Regions from separate parts of the Mus musculus genome. Here region 1 is linked to region 2. A link is a contact called in public HiChIP or PLAC-seq data. All regions are on one chromosome and are shown on one strand. Each heading gives the region's core, a stretch centred on a gene start, on an enhancer-like site or on the middle of the called end of the contact. The rest is flanking DNA. Distances are from core to core; before and after follow the strand shown. Region 1 has its middle 29 kb from the start of 4933404K13Rik. Region 2 has its middle 7.3 kb from the start of Gm40632.

What was found. HiChIP or PLAC-seq counts read pairs in DNA pulled down with a chosen protein or histone mark.
Region 1: an H3K4me3 HiChIP or PLAC-seq map of bone marrow-derived macrophages shows a contact between it and region 2, with 4 times the contacts expected there. The contact joins two enhancer-like sites. A contact is called at or near these places in 3 of 115 datasets of contacts at active chromatin or transcription factors (bone marrow-derived macrophages, microglia and pancreatic cancer cells).

Annotation. Positions count from the first base shown.
Region 1 is chr10:43,851,556-43,858,295 of GRCm38.p6, reverse strand. No RefSeq gene overlaps it. Among named protein-coding and RNA genes, the nearest start is that of 4933404K13Rik, 29 kb to the right of the region's middle. Within about 2 kb of position 2,100, at least 63 of the 459 cell types and tissues checked have an H3K27ac peak or open chromatin away from gene starts, as enhancers often do. A contact at or near this core is called in bone marrow-derived macrophages, where this site is marked.
Region 2 is chr10:43,664,854-43,672,066 of GRCm38.p6, reverse strand. No RefSeq gene overlaps it. Among named protein-coding and RNA genes, the nearest start is that of Gm40632, 7.3 kb to the left of the region's middle. Within about 2 kb of position 3,951, at least 90 of the 459 cell types and tissues checked have an H3K27ac peak or open chromatin away from gene starts, as enhancers often do. A contact at or near this core is called in bone marrow-derived macrophages, where this site is marked.

The sequences.
Region 1 (6,740 bases), core at 851-3,350, 190 kb before region 2:
TCTTTTGTGATTGGGTTACCTCACTCAGGATGATGCCCTCTAGGTCCAACCATTTGCCTAGGAATTTCATAAATTCATTCTTTTTAATAGCTGAGTAGTACTCCATTGTGTAAATGTACCACATTTTCTGTATCCATTCCTCTGTTGAGGGGCATCTGGGTTCTTTCCAGCTTCTGGCTATTATAAATAAGGCTGCTAAGAACATAGTGGAGCATGTGCCCTTCTTACCAGTTGGAACATCTTCTGGATATACCAACAGCCATGTTGGAGTCTATGGCCCTGCTTCAGGCAGAGGCCATGTTGATGTGAAGTGGGAATTTCTGATTTCTTTGGAGGCTCAGTTGTGTCATGTGATGTTTTTCTGGAAACGGTCTTATGGAGAGGATGTTTTACTAAAGCAGACACATGAGAGGATGTTTCGCTGAGAACAACCACACACATAAGGTGTTTTTCTGGAAGCTGCCTAATGAAGGGCATGTGATGGTTTGCTGGTGCCGATGCTTGAGAGGGCACATGATGTTTGGAAAGAGTTTGATTAAAACCCAACACGCAGTGGACAATTCTCTTGCATTGGTTCCCCTTGCTTTCTTTGCTGATCGCCTGTAATGATTTAATGGAGAGAAATTCACCAAAGAACTTCTGGTGGTATTCTGGTCGCTTCCACAGTCTCAAAGTGCCAATGAGCAGATCCTCACAGTTTCTTCTGGATCGAGCAGCTACTACTGATTCATGTTTGGTGTTTTACTAGTGGACTGGACTTCTGACAACAAAAATTTTAAAAATAGTTCTGACAAAGAACTATTTCTAAACAGGTCCACAGCCTTGTTTCCTATTACCCTTTCTTTTCCCTACCTCTGGTGGGTGGTGGGCTAGAAGGGAGATCGAAGCATTTTCAAAAACATAAAGTAGGGGTCACCTTGGGCGCTGAGTCGTCAGACACCCCCAAGGTCCCCTAGAGGTCTCTCCACACGATCTTGGGACCACCAGTGAGTGGAACACAACTTCTATCCCAATCCAATCGCATGGGACCTGAGACAGCATTAGGGAAGCAGAAAAGCCAGCCTGGCCAGGGTCACAAATCCCTCCCGATCTCAGAAGACTGTTATTGTTTTTTTGAGGCAAGGTCTCGCTACATAGCTCTGCCTGTCCTGGAACCCATTCATAAACAAGGCTGGCCTTGAACTAACACCTGCTCCTGCCTCCTGAAGGGCTACACTCTTGTAGAAAACTGACCCTTCCCTTTCAGCAGCTAGCAGTTGGCAATAGTTCCTCGGCTAGGGGTGGAACTTCATGCCCATCTCCCTTCTCGTGCTGGATTTGATCTGGCTTGGGCTCGTACAGCCTTGTGTATGCTGTCGGTAGCCACCGTGAGCACATGTGTGCTGTTCTGCTGTGTCCAGGGACACTGTTCCCTTGTTATCACCCCACCACCTCTGGCTCTTAGCAATTTTCCCATTCCCTCTTCCACAATGACCCTGCGCCTCTGGAGGGGGGAGTGGTATACATGTTCCTTGTAGGGCTGAGCTTTCTACAGTCTCTTATCTTCTGCACTGTTAGCCAGTTGTGGGACTCTGTTGATCATTATGATGTTTTAGTACTATGCCAATTTCTCAGAATAATAGTTGAGTGACCCTAACAGGCCCAACCACGGCAAACATGGCCTCCCCTCCTCTCTCCTTGCTAAACCACTAGACTTCCTTATCTAGCCACTTCCTCATTCCTGAAACTGGCCACCAAGACCTGGCTCCTTATCTGGTTACTTCCTCATTCCTGAGGCTGACCACCAAGGTCCAGCTATCAAACTTCCCTGTCTGGCTACATTAACTAACATGTCCACTCAGGACTTACCAACTCATCCTAGCACGGACTTCTTTCTCTTTTTTTCTCCTTAAAAGCCACCCCTGCCAAGTCACCTGCCGCTGTTTCTGTCTGATTCAGATTCAGCCATTGTAGCTCCATCTTGCTTGACAAAGGATCTCTTTGTGTTGAAAACTGGTGTTTGGGCATGATCTGTGCTCCGCGGTCCAGAAGACAGCACTCCTTGATGCGGGGAGGGGTAGGGGGATGTTCAATAGTAATAGGTTCTCTCTATGGCCTATGATCTGTCTGACCACAGGTTCTCAGCCTGATAATAGGCCAGGTATGAGCTCCTCTTTGTGGAGCAAGCCTGAGAGAGTGGTTGGTTACACCCGTGACATCATTAGTGGGCGTGTCTTGTTCAGTCCGATGTTACCGTAGCTCACAGGCTTTACAGCTGGGTATGCTTTCTTTTCTCCTCTGGATAGCCTATAGAAATGAAATTTCTAAGTGTATACCACCTTGATTTCAATAAGATCTGTGATGCAAGTATGTGCTGTCTCCAGCAGCGGTCTTACCATCGGGTTCTAGAGAATGACAAGCAGCACTGGCTATTGCCTGTGATGTCTGGAACCGCACTGGCCAGCAACCCCAAAATAATAATAATAATAATAATAATAATAATAATAATAATAATAATAAATTTTTTGAAGAGCCACTGCCATTTTTATTTGTTAGCCTCTCGTGTCTTGGGTGTACATTGTTGCTCTGCTATAGGAGAAATCTACCTTTCCTATCTTTACTAAATGCATGTATGCAGTTGTACTTTAGGAAGTTTCTACAGATGTAGCTCTCATTGCAACCTGTTGACAGATAGTGAGTGTTATTTATCCCTTCCCAGTTCCCTCTTTCATTCTTCCCTCTTCTCCCCACCCCAATTTATCCCTTCTTGTTCTACAATTCTCTTTTAAACTTTTACACCCGCAGTCTCTGTTTCCTCTGCTGAAAGCCCCTCTCCATGACCTCTTAGTAGTTTCCTGACCTCTGTGGTATTCCAAATGAAACAAACATATCTAAAGAGTCAAAGCTAACATCTACAAATGAGAGAACGCATGCAGCATTTGTCTTTCTGAGCCTGAGTTTACCTTCACTCGCCATATCTGTTTTTAGCTCCGTTTATTTCCCTGCAAATTTCATAATTTAATTTAATATTTTTGAGATGTATCTATTATGTGTTTGAGTGTTTGCCTACACGTATGTGCACTTGTACATATTGTGCCCATGGGGGCCAGAAAAAGGTACTGGACTCCCAAGAACTGGAGTTATACTTGTGAGCTGCCACATGGATGCTGGAAATTTAACCTGTGTCTTCTGGAAGAGCAGCCAATACTCTTAAGTTCTGAGCCATCTCTTCAGCCCCATTTTCATTTTTTGATATCGTAGTAATATTCCATCATATAAATGTACCACATTTTCATCCTCCATCTATCCAACAGTGAATGGACACCTCGGCAGTTTGCACTTCCTGGCTATTATGAACAGAGCAGCAATGGGCACAAACAAGCAAGTGTCTGTAGTAAGATATCAAGAGCATTGAGTAGTATAGTATAGTACAGTACAGTATAAGATAGTATAGACCAGGAACTCGATAACTGAATCATGAGGTAGGTCTCTGTTTAGCTTTTGAGGAGCCACCACACTGATTTTCATGGCAGCTGCACCAGTTTGCATGCCCACTAGCAATGAATAAGAATCTCCTTTCCCCATATCATGCCAATATTTACTGTTTGCTTGTTTTTAATCTTAAGATATTTTGATTGGGAAAAGATGAATACTCAAGACAGTTTTAATGTGCATTTCCTTGATGGCTATGGATAATGAACCTAAAAATCATCTCATTTATTTTTCATATTTTGAGAACTCTGTTTAGTTCCATGCTCCATTTTTATTCTATTGCTTGTCTTTTTATGCTTAATTATTTTATCTCTTTATATATTTTAGATAATAACCTTATGTCTAGTGGATAATTGGTTTAAAAAAATTCCATTCTGTGAACTTTCTCTTTGTTAGTGTGATGGTGTCCTTTTCTATATAGAAACTTTTTAGTTTCATGAGGTACCACTTATTAATTGTTGATCTATATGCCTGCACTATTGGGTTCTTGTTCAGAAAGCCCTTGCCTATGTCAATAAATTTAAGTTTATCCTCTATTTTTGCTCTATCACAATCAGGGTATCAGGTGTTATGTTGAGTCCTTGACCTGTTTGAGTTGAGATTTGTGCAGGATGAGAGATGAGGATTGGGGTTCATTTTTCTACACATATATACAACTTGACCAGAACATTTGTTGAAGATTCTGTCCTTTTTCTAATTTATAGTGTGGGTTTCCAAAGAAATTATCCCATTACTTTTAAATTTGCCCTCAGGCAAGTTCTTAGGACAAGGACAGAAAGCAGCCACATCCTTATTAATAATACAAGGAGAGTCTCTAGTCCAGACCCCCTCTGAAACCTCTTGATGTAGACTGGCTGAGTCTGCATGTTTCTAAGAAGCTGTCTTCTCTACGCTCTCCCTAAGATGGTCCACTAAGCTCTGCTTTCAATCTTCAACCACTTTTCCAGCCTGACACCCCTGATTTATTCATAGTCCTGCAAACCAACATGCTCAGGACCATCAGAGCAATATTCTACTCCCTGGTACTAACTTTTTCTGAGCTGCTTTTCTATTTCTGTGATAAAACATCATGACAAAGGCAATTTATAGAAAAAGTTGACTTGAGAATCACAGTTCCAAAGAGATGAGTTCTCCATCATAGTGACAGGTGTGACAGGTGTGACAGCCAGCAGACAGAGGTGGCCCTGGAGAAGGAACTCACCTCAGTCTACAAGTAAGAAACACACAGAATGGTGTAAGTCTTTTGAACCCCTTAAGCTTGTTCCCAGTGGCATACTTCATGGTCACACTTCCTAATCATCCCCAAACATCCACCAACTGAGGACCAAGTATCTAAATGCCTGAGACTTATGGAGGGCCTCTCATTCAAGCCCTCTGTCTTAGTCAGGGTTTCTATTCCTGGACAAAACATCATGACCAAGAAGCAAGTTGGGGAGAAAAGGGTTTATTTGGCTTACACTTCCATACTGCTGTTCATCACCAAAGGAAGTCAGGACTGGAACTCAAGCAGGTCAGGAAGCAGGAGCTGATACAGAGGCAGTGGAGGGATGTTCTTTACTGGCTTGCCTCCCCTGGTTTGCTCAGCCTGCTCTCTTATAGAACCGAAACTACCAGCCCAGAGATGGCACCACCCACAAGGGAACCTCCCGCTTTGATCACTAATTGAGAAAATGCCTTACAGCTGGATCTCATGGAGGCATCTCCCTAACTGAAACTCCTTTCTCTGTGATAACTCCAGCTGTGTCAACTTGACACAAAACCAGCCAGTACACCCTCACAATATATAGGAAGAATAATGATTTTTGTTCATTAATTTGTGTCCTGCTACTTTTCTTGATGGACTTATCAGCTGTACAAGGTTATGGTGGAGTCTTAAGTGTATTTTATAGAGACACATCATCTGCAAATAAAGACACTTCAATCCTTCGTTCCCTGCTTGTCTTCGGTATTGTCTTTATTTATTGCTCTAGCTAAGTCCTCACATTCGACAGGAGGAGAGTGAGCATCCTTGTGTTGTTTCTGATGTCAGTGGAAATGCTTTAGAGTTTTTAAGCTGATGCTGGCCGTGGGTGCTCTGTATATTGCCCTCTATATTGAGATATGCCCACTATATCCCTGTTTTCTTTAGGACTTTAATTATGAATGGATGCTAGATTTTGTCAAAGGCCTTTTCCACATCTGTCTTTTAGTCTGTTTATATGGTGAACTATGCTTGTTGATTTTATATATATTGAACCATCCCTACATCTTCAAGATGAAGCCAACTTGATCATGTTGAATAATTTTTGGTGTTTTTTTTTTTCAGTTTGCCAGTATTTCATTGAGAATTTTTGTATCTCCCTTCATTAGAGATAATGGTCTATAATTCACTTTTTTTGCTATGTCTTTGTCTAGTTTTTATATAAGGGTAATGCTAGCTTCATAAGAGAAATTTGGAAATATTTCTTCTCTCCTATTTTGCAGAATACACATAAATATATTTAGGACTGCAATATACTATTGGTGGATTTTTCCTCTAGTGAATATAAAATGTACTTCCTTATCTCTTCCGGTTGGGTCTATTTTGTCAGATATTAGAGAAGCTACACATGCTTTTCAGTTTTTTCCATCATTTATCCTAAGGAAATGTCTGTCACTGGATGTGAAGTGTGTTTCTTGGGGACAGCAAAAACCAGATACATCTCCTAATCCGTTCTGTTAGTCTGTGTTCCCTTTTTTTTTTTCTTCTTCTTTTTTTTTTTTTTTTTTTTTTTTTTTTTTTTTTTTTTGGTGTGTGTGTGTTAGTTCAAAGGTAAATTTAAGCTCACCGTGTAGCTGATGATGACTGAATTCGTGACCCAGTTGTGTTTGCTTCTCAAATGCCGAGATTACAGCATATCCTGGCCACACCTGTAAGCAGTTTATTTTCATGGCAGTTGCTTTAGTGGTAGTGACTTTTGTTATGATACTGTATTCTATGCAACTTATACTGAGGAATTGGCTTAGCTGCACCAGTGCTTGCTGCACAAGGTGATAACCTGAGATCAGTTCTTTGGACCCATAATGAAAGGGGAGAACTGACTCCCCAAAGTCACCAACTGCCCTCTGTGACTGTCGTACCCTCATGCCCACACTCACTGACAGGCAGTTTATAACTGATTGCTATGATTCTTTATTTAAAATGAGGCAGCTATAGGACTGGAAAGGTGGATTACATGTTAAGAGCGCTGTCTGCTCTCCCAGAGGACATGGATTTGGTTCTCAGCACAAATATGGTGACTAAAGAGTCA
Region 2 (7,213 bases), core at 2,702-5,201:
CGCTCTGTGGTTGATGGTTACGTTTCTGAGATCCCCAAGGGTGAGGGTTAGTTATCTCTGTTGGTCTTCCTGTGGATTTCCTATCCCCATTCAGGGCCCTCAATCCTTCCCCCAAGCTCTGTCCAGTGTTTAGCTGTGGGTCTCTGCATCTGTTTTGGTTAGCTGCTGGGTGGAGCCTCTCAGAGGACAGTTATGCTGGGCTCCTGTCTGCAAGCATGACAGAGTATCATTAATAGTGTCAGGGATTGGTGCTTGCTCATGGGATAGGTCTCAAGTTGGACCAGTTATTGGTTGGCTATTCCCTCAATCTCTGTTCCATCCCTGTCTCTGCATTTCTTGTAGACAGGATTTGGCCTCGAACTCTTTTTTTGGGGGGTGGGGTGGTTTTTTGGGTTTTTTGTTTGTTTGTTTGTTTTTTCGAGACAGGGTTTCTCTGTATAACCCTGGCTGTCCTGGAACTCACTTTGTAGACCAGGCTGGCCTTGAACTCAGAAATCCGCCTGCCTCTGTCTCCCAAGTGCTGGGATTAAAGGCGTGTGCCACCACTGCCTGGCGGCCTCAAACTATTAATCCTCCTCCTTTATCCTCTTGAATGCTGGGATAACAGGCACAATTTATGTCCAACTAGAAATTTACTTTTAGCTCTGCATGGCATTTAGCATTCACATGTATACTGTATTCACATGTGTGCTGTATTCACATGTGTGCTGTATTCACGTGTATACTTTATTCACATGTATGCTCTGTTCACATGTATGCTATATTCACATGAGTGCTGTATTCACATGTGTGCTCTATTCACATGTATGTTCTGCTCACATGTATGTTCTATTCACATGTATGCTGTACTCCTCTCCTTCATGTGTCTACCTATTTTAAAAATGGGAGTTCCTCCCAAAACCTTTGAGGACAAAGAAACTATTGCTCACTATTTCCTTGAGCTGAATGTTCTGGGTGGCCCTTGTACCACTGAGGCGTGAAAGAGAGTGCTTGCTGGAGATGGGAGGTAGACTAACTTCACCCCTAATAAAAACAGAGCCCAGAACACTCACAGGCAGGTGAGGCCCACAGAACCTGTAAGCCTAGTTCATTCTGTGTCCCCTTGTCACTATCAGTGACCAGGACACCATTATGCTTTGCTTTGATAAGCTGAAGCTGGGGGAACTTTGGGGGAAACACTACTGAACATTAGAGAGCCAAAGGGAAATAAACCCAGAGAACAAGGAGACACAGTCTGCTTGGGAGACAGTGGCCTGATCAGACCATAACCAGTTTGTTGTGGGCCTTGGTCTGCTCTGGTCTCAATGGTGATCTGTGGTCAGCTTCAGCCATTTCAGTCCCAGATGAAAGCCAAACCATGGGTGTCCTTTGACCTGGTCGTCTAAGCTGGCCTCAAAGCCTCCAAAGCAAAATTGCAGAGAACTCCAACCCCCCACCCCCCCTTTATCTCTCTGTTCTTCCTCAACGCTCTCTCACAGGATGCGTTCCAACACTAGGTCATAGGTCACAGAGAGATGGAAGTGGCTTCCGGGGGGCATCACAGTGAGCCTGTCCTCTGAGCAGTGATCAAAGCTCCAGACTGCAGGCTGAAAACACAGCCGAGAGTCATGAATGCATGTCTGTACCTGCCTGCGCACCTGCGTGCAGAGTGTCTTTCTCAATAACTTCTACACCTTTTTAAAGGCAGGTTCTCTTGTTGAACCTGGAGTTCATTGGTTTGGGTAGAGTGGCTAGCCAGTGAGTTTCAAGGTTCCCCAGCTCTGGGGCTAGAGACACATAGCACCATGTGCTAGTAAGCATCCAACTATTTACATTGATGATAGGGATCCAAACAGGGGCTGAGCACTAGCACACAGGCACTTTATTGCCCGACCTATCTCCCCAGTTCCTAGATAGTCAACTCTTGGTGGACTGTCTTTCAGGAATTGGGAAGTTTTTCAGTGCTTAGAAAGAGACCTACTCTGGCACACACACCTCTGGCTAAGGTGTGCTTTCCCCCTCCAGCTGTGGGCACAGTTCAGCAATGGCAGGACAAGGTAGATCTCTGCAGCAGACTCTGCAGCTTCAGGCATCTCTGCACAAGAGCTGAGCAGAGAAGGAACCATCTTGGAGAGAGGCAGCACCCTGGTGCCTCTAAGATCCCACAGAGTGGCAGGCATCTTTTCTCATCCTCTCCACAGACTGTGCTCTGGCATCCTTGGATTAGTGGAAGTTTCTCTGGTTGCTATAAAACCTTTAGAGTAGAGAAATTCTCTTCTGCCTACTTCTCAGACCCAGCTCCAAAGCAAGCTCACATCCATTCCTTCCCTCTCGTGGTAAGGACGAAAATGAAAATGTGTCTCTCACATCTGCTCCTATCTGAAGTCTTGATCTTCTCACTGTTCCCCTCCCCCACCCCCAACACACACACATCTTTTTTTTTTTTTTTTTTTTTTTCCCTTCCTAGAAACTTCTTATCTCTTGCCATCCCTGGGAGTTTCTCTGAAGGAAGGAGAGCCAGCTTTCACCAAATGTCACGTAGATGCGGCTGTGTCTCCTTGGGAGCGGGTGGGTGTGTGGGGACAGGGCTGCTGCCTCACCTGTTCCCTCCCTCCCATCCCCCACCTTACCCCCGGGAAGGGACAGGCCTTTCCTGGCTAAGGTAATGAGGATTTCTGGCCAAGACTAAGGGGGTTGTCCTTGGCCCCAGAAAGTTCTTCCAGAGAGACTCATCACTGCCATAGTTACCAGACACTGTTTCTTCAGCAATGGTTTGTATAAACTTTGCCAAATGCTGGCTTGGATTCCAAATGAGGATGAACATCCCTGTGCTACCTTAGCAAAAGACAAATGGCACCTGACAAATCAAAAGGTTACAACACATGAGCAATTCCCAAAGCCAGAACCATTTACCGCCTTAGGTTTGGTTGGAGCTTGGGGGACTTCTGTAGATAAAAGACAGATAAATTACTGAATGTTCAGTTGCTCTGAGATAATGCTTTGCAAAGATTTACAAACTGGAAACTTGAAGGAATCTTTGCTAACCTTACTATGTAAACTCTATGCCTTTCATGAAGAATGTTTTATTGCCCTTCAAACTATGTTTGGTAAGTAAAGTTTGACTTCTGAATTAGAAGTCAGAGAGGAGAAAGTGCTTTAAGGTACCGATGCTGAAAAAAACAACCTATAAAGATGACACAGGATAACGAACTTACTCCCTACACAAGTACTATATAAACTGTCTTTTAACAGTCTGCAGATAAACCTGGTATCCTTTGTCTGATTACATTAAATTGAAGTTTTATTTTGAGACAGTATTAGCTGTGTGTCTCAGACTGGGGGTGTGTCTTCATGCCGGGCCTATCTTTCAATGAGCTCTGGAAAGAGGAATATGGACTTCTATGCCTGGCTCTATATTTTTGTTTTAAACATTTAAAGAAGTTGTGACTAAAACGTACAAAACACCTTTGGTAAAAACATTTTGACAGCAGGGGAAATGAACGAGTCAAGCGGTTGGATCAAAACCAAGAGTTCAGTACACAAAAAGCTGGAAAGCATTACCAGCCCTCTTTCCGTAATATCACAGGCAGCTGCAATTAAAACTGACATATGTTTTAGGAATAATTGCAATAAAAAAAAAGAAATCAAGGAACTGAAATCATGTGATTCAGGCTGAAGATCGCCATGGGTGGGGTAGAAGTGAGGGAACCTTACAGTTGAGTGTAGTTATAAAGGTCTTTTGGTTCTGATAATATCGTCTTAGCACTTGTAAAATTTAAATAGGCAAAGCAAAAAGAAAAAGGAAAAAAAATCAGCAAAGTCTAGAAATATAAATGTATAAAATACACTGGATATTTTTGCTCTCTCCCTGAATAGCTACTTCCTCACCCCTCCCACGAGTCTCATACCACAACCTTAGCCTGCATATGAGGCAATTAGACAAGACAGGAGGAAAGAGGAAATTATACCCCTAGAATCTACAGAAGAGGAACTCACTATCTGGTCACTGGAACTCCGGCCCATCCCCTCTGTGCCACTCCCCCGCATCTGGACGTCCACTGTCTCATCAGTGAGCAATAGCTTTAACGGACACTTCACCCCACATCTGCACGGGAACAAGTAGTCCACTGCTAAATGTGTTTAGAAATAAAGCTATCTCCGTTCGGCAAAACTACTAAAGCGGGTTGCTTTTTCCTACGGCAAACACGGTTGCCATGGTCAGGTTCAGCCTACCCTTGTGAAACCATCAGATAGCTGAGTTGGGAAGTGACTCAGCTCCCAGAAGGTGGACTGAGCCCACACCCTCACACCACTACCTAAAATGTCTCCCTTAGGCTTTATTATTAATTTTGCTGAAGAGATCTATAATTGGCCAGCATTTTACACGCACGCTCGTTTCTTCCGTTTCAAAATTGGTAAAGTAAAGCCCACTCCTCCCGTTTATAGTGGAACCAAAGTGCAGGTCCTAGCGCCTCTTCATCTTCATCAGCCCCGCTTCCGGCTGCCCTTCCCCTCTCTCACATGTGAATCTTTATTCCTCTTCCATTGAGGTCCCCATGCGCAGCTCCACTTATAAAACAGGGCTCTGTTTGCTTAGCAGCCCCTCCTAGGTAACAGGGCCGTCGTGGTGGCAGACCCCACCCAACAGTGAGCCCTAGATCCCAAGGGAGTCGCGGCGACTGCGGCGCTCTCCTCTACGGTCGATACAATGCGAATCAGATAGATTGTATGAGTCCCTTCCCGTGTCCGCAGGAATGTGCAGGGCTAGTTCAACACCTTTGGGCCCATTGTCTCCTACCTGTTAGCGGTTAGCTAACTGTAAATCTATACAGTGTAGGCCCTGTGTTAACAAGTGAAAGTCATGGGAGATTTTAAAACTGTCTCTACGCTTCCTCCCCGGTTTCTTCAGAGGCACGGTTCTAGAAAGGGGGCGTGCCTCACTTCATCCTTCTCTATCACGGCTCTGGCAGAAACTACCCAAGATTTTGAGCCGGTTCTGAATATATCTCTGTAAATGTTGATACTTTTTTAAGGAGATGGTTTCCATTCCCACGGGGAGTCGGACATACTTAGTGACCCACTTCTAGGGAAGTGGGGACCCACTAGGACTCACTTCTTCATGTGCGGCTTGGCGCACATGGTGGGTTATCACCTCCCATCTTTACTTTACTTACGTTAGAGTACACTGCATCTCTTTCTTGGCTTACTTGCATGGAGTTAGAGCACACAGAGGGAGAACTGAAGTCTCCTCCACTAGACATATTAGAAATGCACCCTAACTTGAGTGACAGCTGGACCACGCCCACACCCACACCCTCCCCCGTGAGAGGCCTCAGCCGGAGCTGCTTCTGATGCCTGACCCCCAGTGTCTGTGAGAATTACAGACATGTGAGGTTTTGAGCAGCTCTGTCCTGGGGTAATGGTGATAGAGTCATGTATCATTAACACAGCCACCCAGATAGCAGATCTAATAATGGCCTCGTTTCCACTCCCTGCTTAACTAAAATTGGAGTGTTCATGTCACCCTTTTCTTGTTCTCTGTTCCCTTGCAGAGTCACAGGCCATTCTTCTCCCTTGCCTTCTGCAGGGCCCCAGGGTGCCACCTTTCTTGTCCCTCTGGGTCCCCATGCTCTGTTCTCCTCTCAGCTCCCATTCCACATATGCTGTCTTATCTGATATTATGGTTTTGTTTACACTATATCCCTTTGATGGAGTGCTAACTCAAACTCTCAGAGGCAAATGGAAAAAATATTGCCTCCTATTGAGGAATACTGCCTGGAGTGAGCCATAAAATTCCTCAAAGATCTGTAAGAATTTGGACCCAATGCAACATTACCGAGGCTAGATTCCATCCACACTTGAGGGAAGATGGGACCACAAGTCTCGGTCCCACCAACACAACATTAAGTAGCAGAGAAGTCTCTCTCCAAAAGAGGAGATAACAGTTGGACAGTGTGGGTCTCCCTTCTCCCTGGGGGTCACTGGCCACTGGCCCGAGAGGACAAAGGGAGTGGAGGCGGTGAGCAGGGTTTAGATGGCTGTGAGTGTGGCCAATGGACTTCCAGAGACCACTGCAGCGAGACAGCACTTGATTGTTCCAGGATTAGAGTATACAAGGGCTTTTAGGGGTGTAGGTGGTCACAATACAGTACCTAACTATCATGCGGGCGAGCGGGAAGCCAGACCGGGTCTTGTGAGCTGAGCTAAACAGCTCTACAGAAGGTCATTCTTCAGATAAGGCCTGGCGTCTGTACTCAGGGATACTCTCCAGGCAAGGTCAGGCAGAGAAAGGGGAGCCCTCCAGAGAATGGGAGTCCTCCATTTTGTACTGAGGTCAGAGAACCATCCAGTCAAGGGGCATTGCGACCTTGAGAGCAGGGTTCCAACAGATAGAAATGGCAAACACCCACCATACTGTTGTAGACAACTGGCTCTCCCGTTGACCCTCCTGCTTCTCTCTGGCCGTGGTCTGCATAGCAAAGAACCAGACAGCTCTAGCAGGAGATCTGGGCACTGTGTTTGGTAGGAAGGGTTGTGGTAGGAAAGTGTCATGCACCATACATCATATAGCTCAGGAAAATGAAATTATTCCTACAGTTTTAGAGGCCAGAGGTCCCAAACTAAGGTCAGGGACTTGACAGTTAACGGGGGAAGATCTTTGGCAACTTGTTCTTGCTTCCGGCAGTTTCTTGGTTCCATCTGGTCTCTGCCCCCATCCACACACAATGTTCTCCAATGTGCATGATTATCTCTGCATTCAAATTTCCCCATTTGTGTAAAGGCACGACCTGCCTCGTATAAGACCTCAGCTTCGTTATATATGCAAAGACCTTGTTTTCAAGTTAGAGCACTTTCCAAGGGACTGACCACTAGACTGTCAACATGAATGAGATAAAGTGGGAGAAATTCAGCCCTTCCCAGGCCCTGTAAGAACACCAACAGAATCTATTGAACCCGTTGGCATTTCCTGGTCTTATCATTCCCTTTGTTCCCCAGACTGGCTCCTTGCCTTATAGATCTTATCTCAGTCACACACATCACCACGTGCTCTGTCATCCAAAGCAGGACTCTTTGTTCTTATCTAGCCAGCCATTCAGTGAGTTCACAGAGGTACATCATAACTGTTCATTAAATGGGTCTCCTTCCTTCCAACCCAATGTTGCTAGTTGTTCTCAGGTTCCTAGAGTTTTATATCTGGGTGTTACAAGCACCTCCTAAATGCTCTGATAGTCTC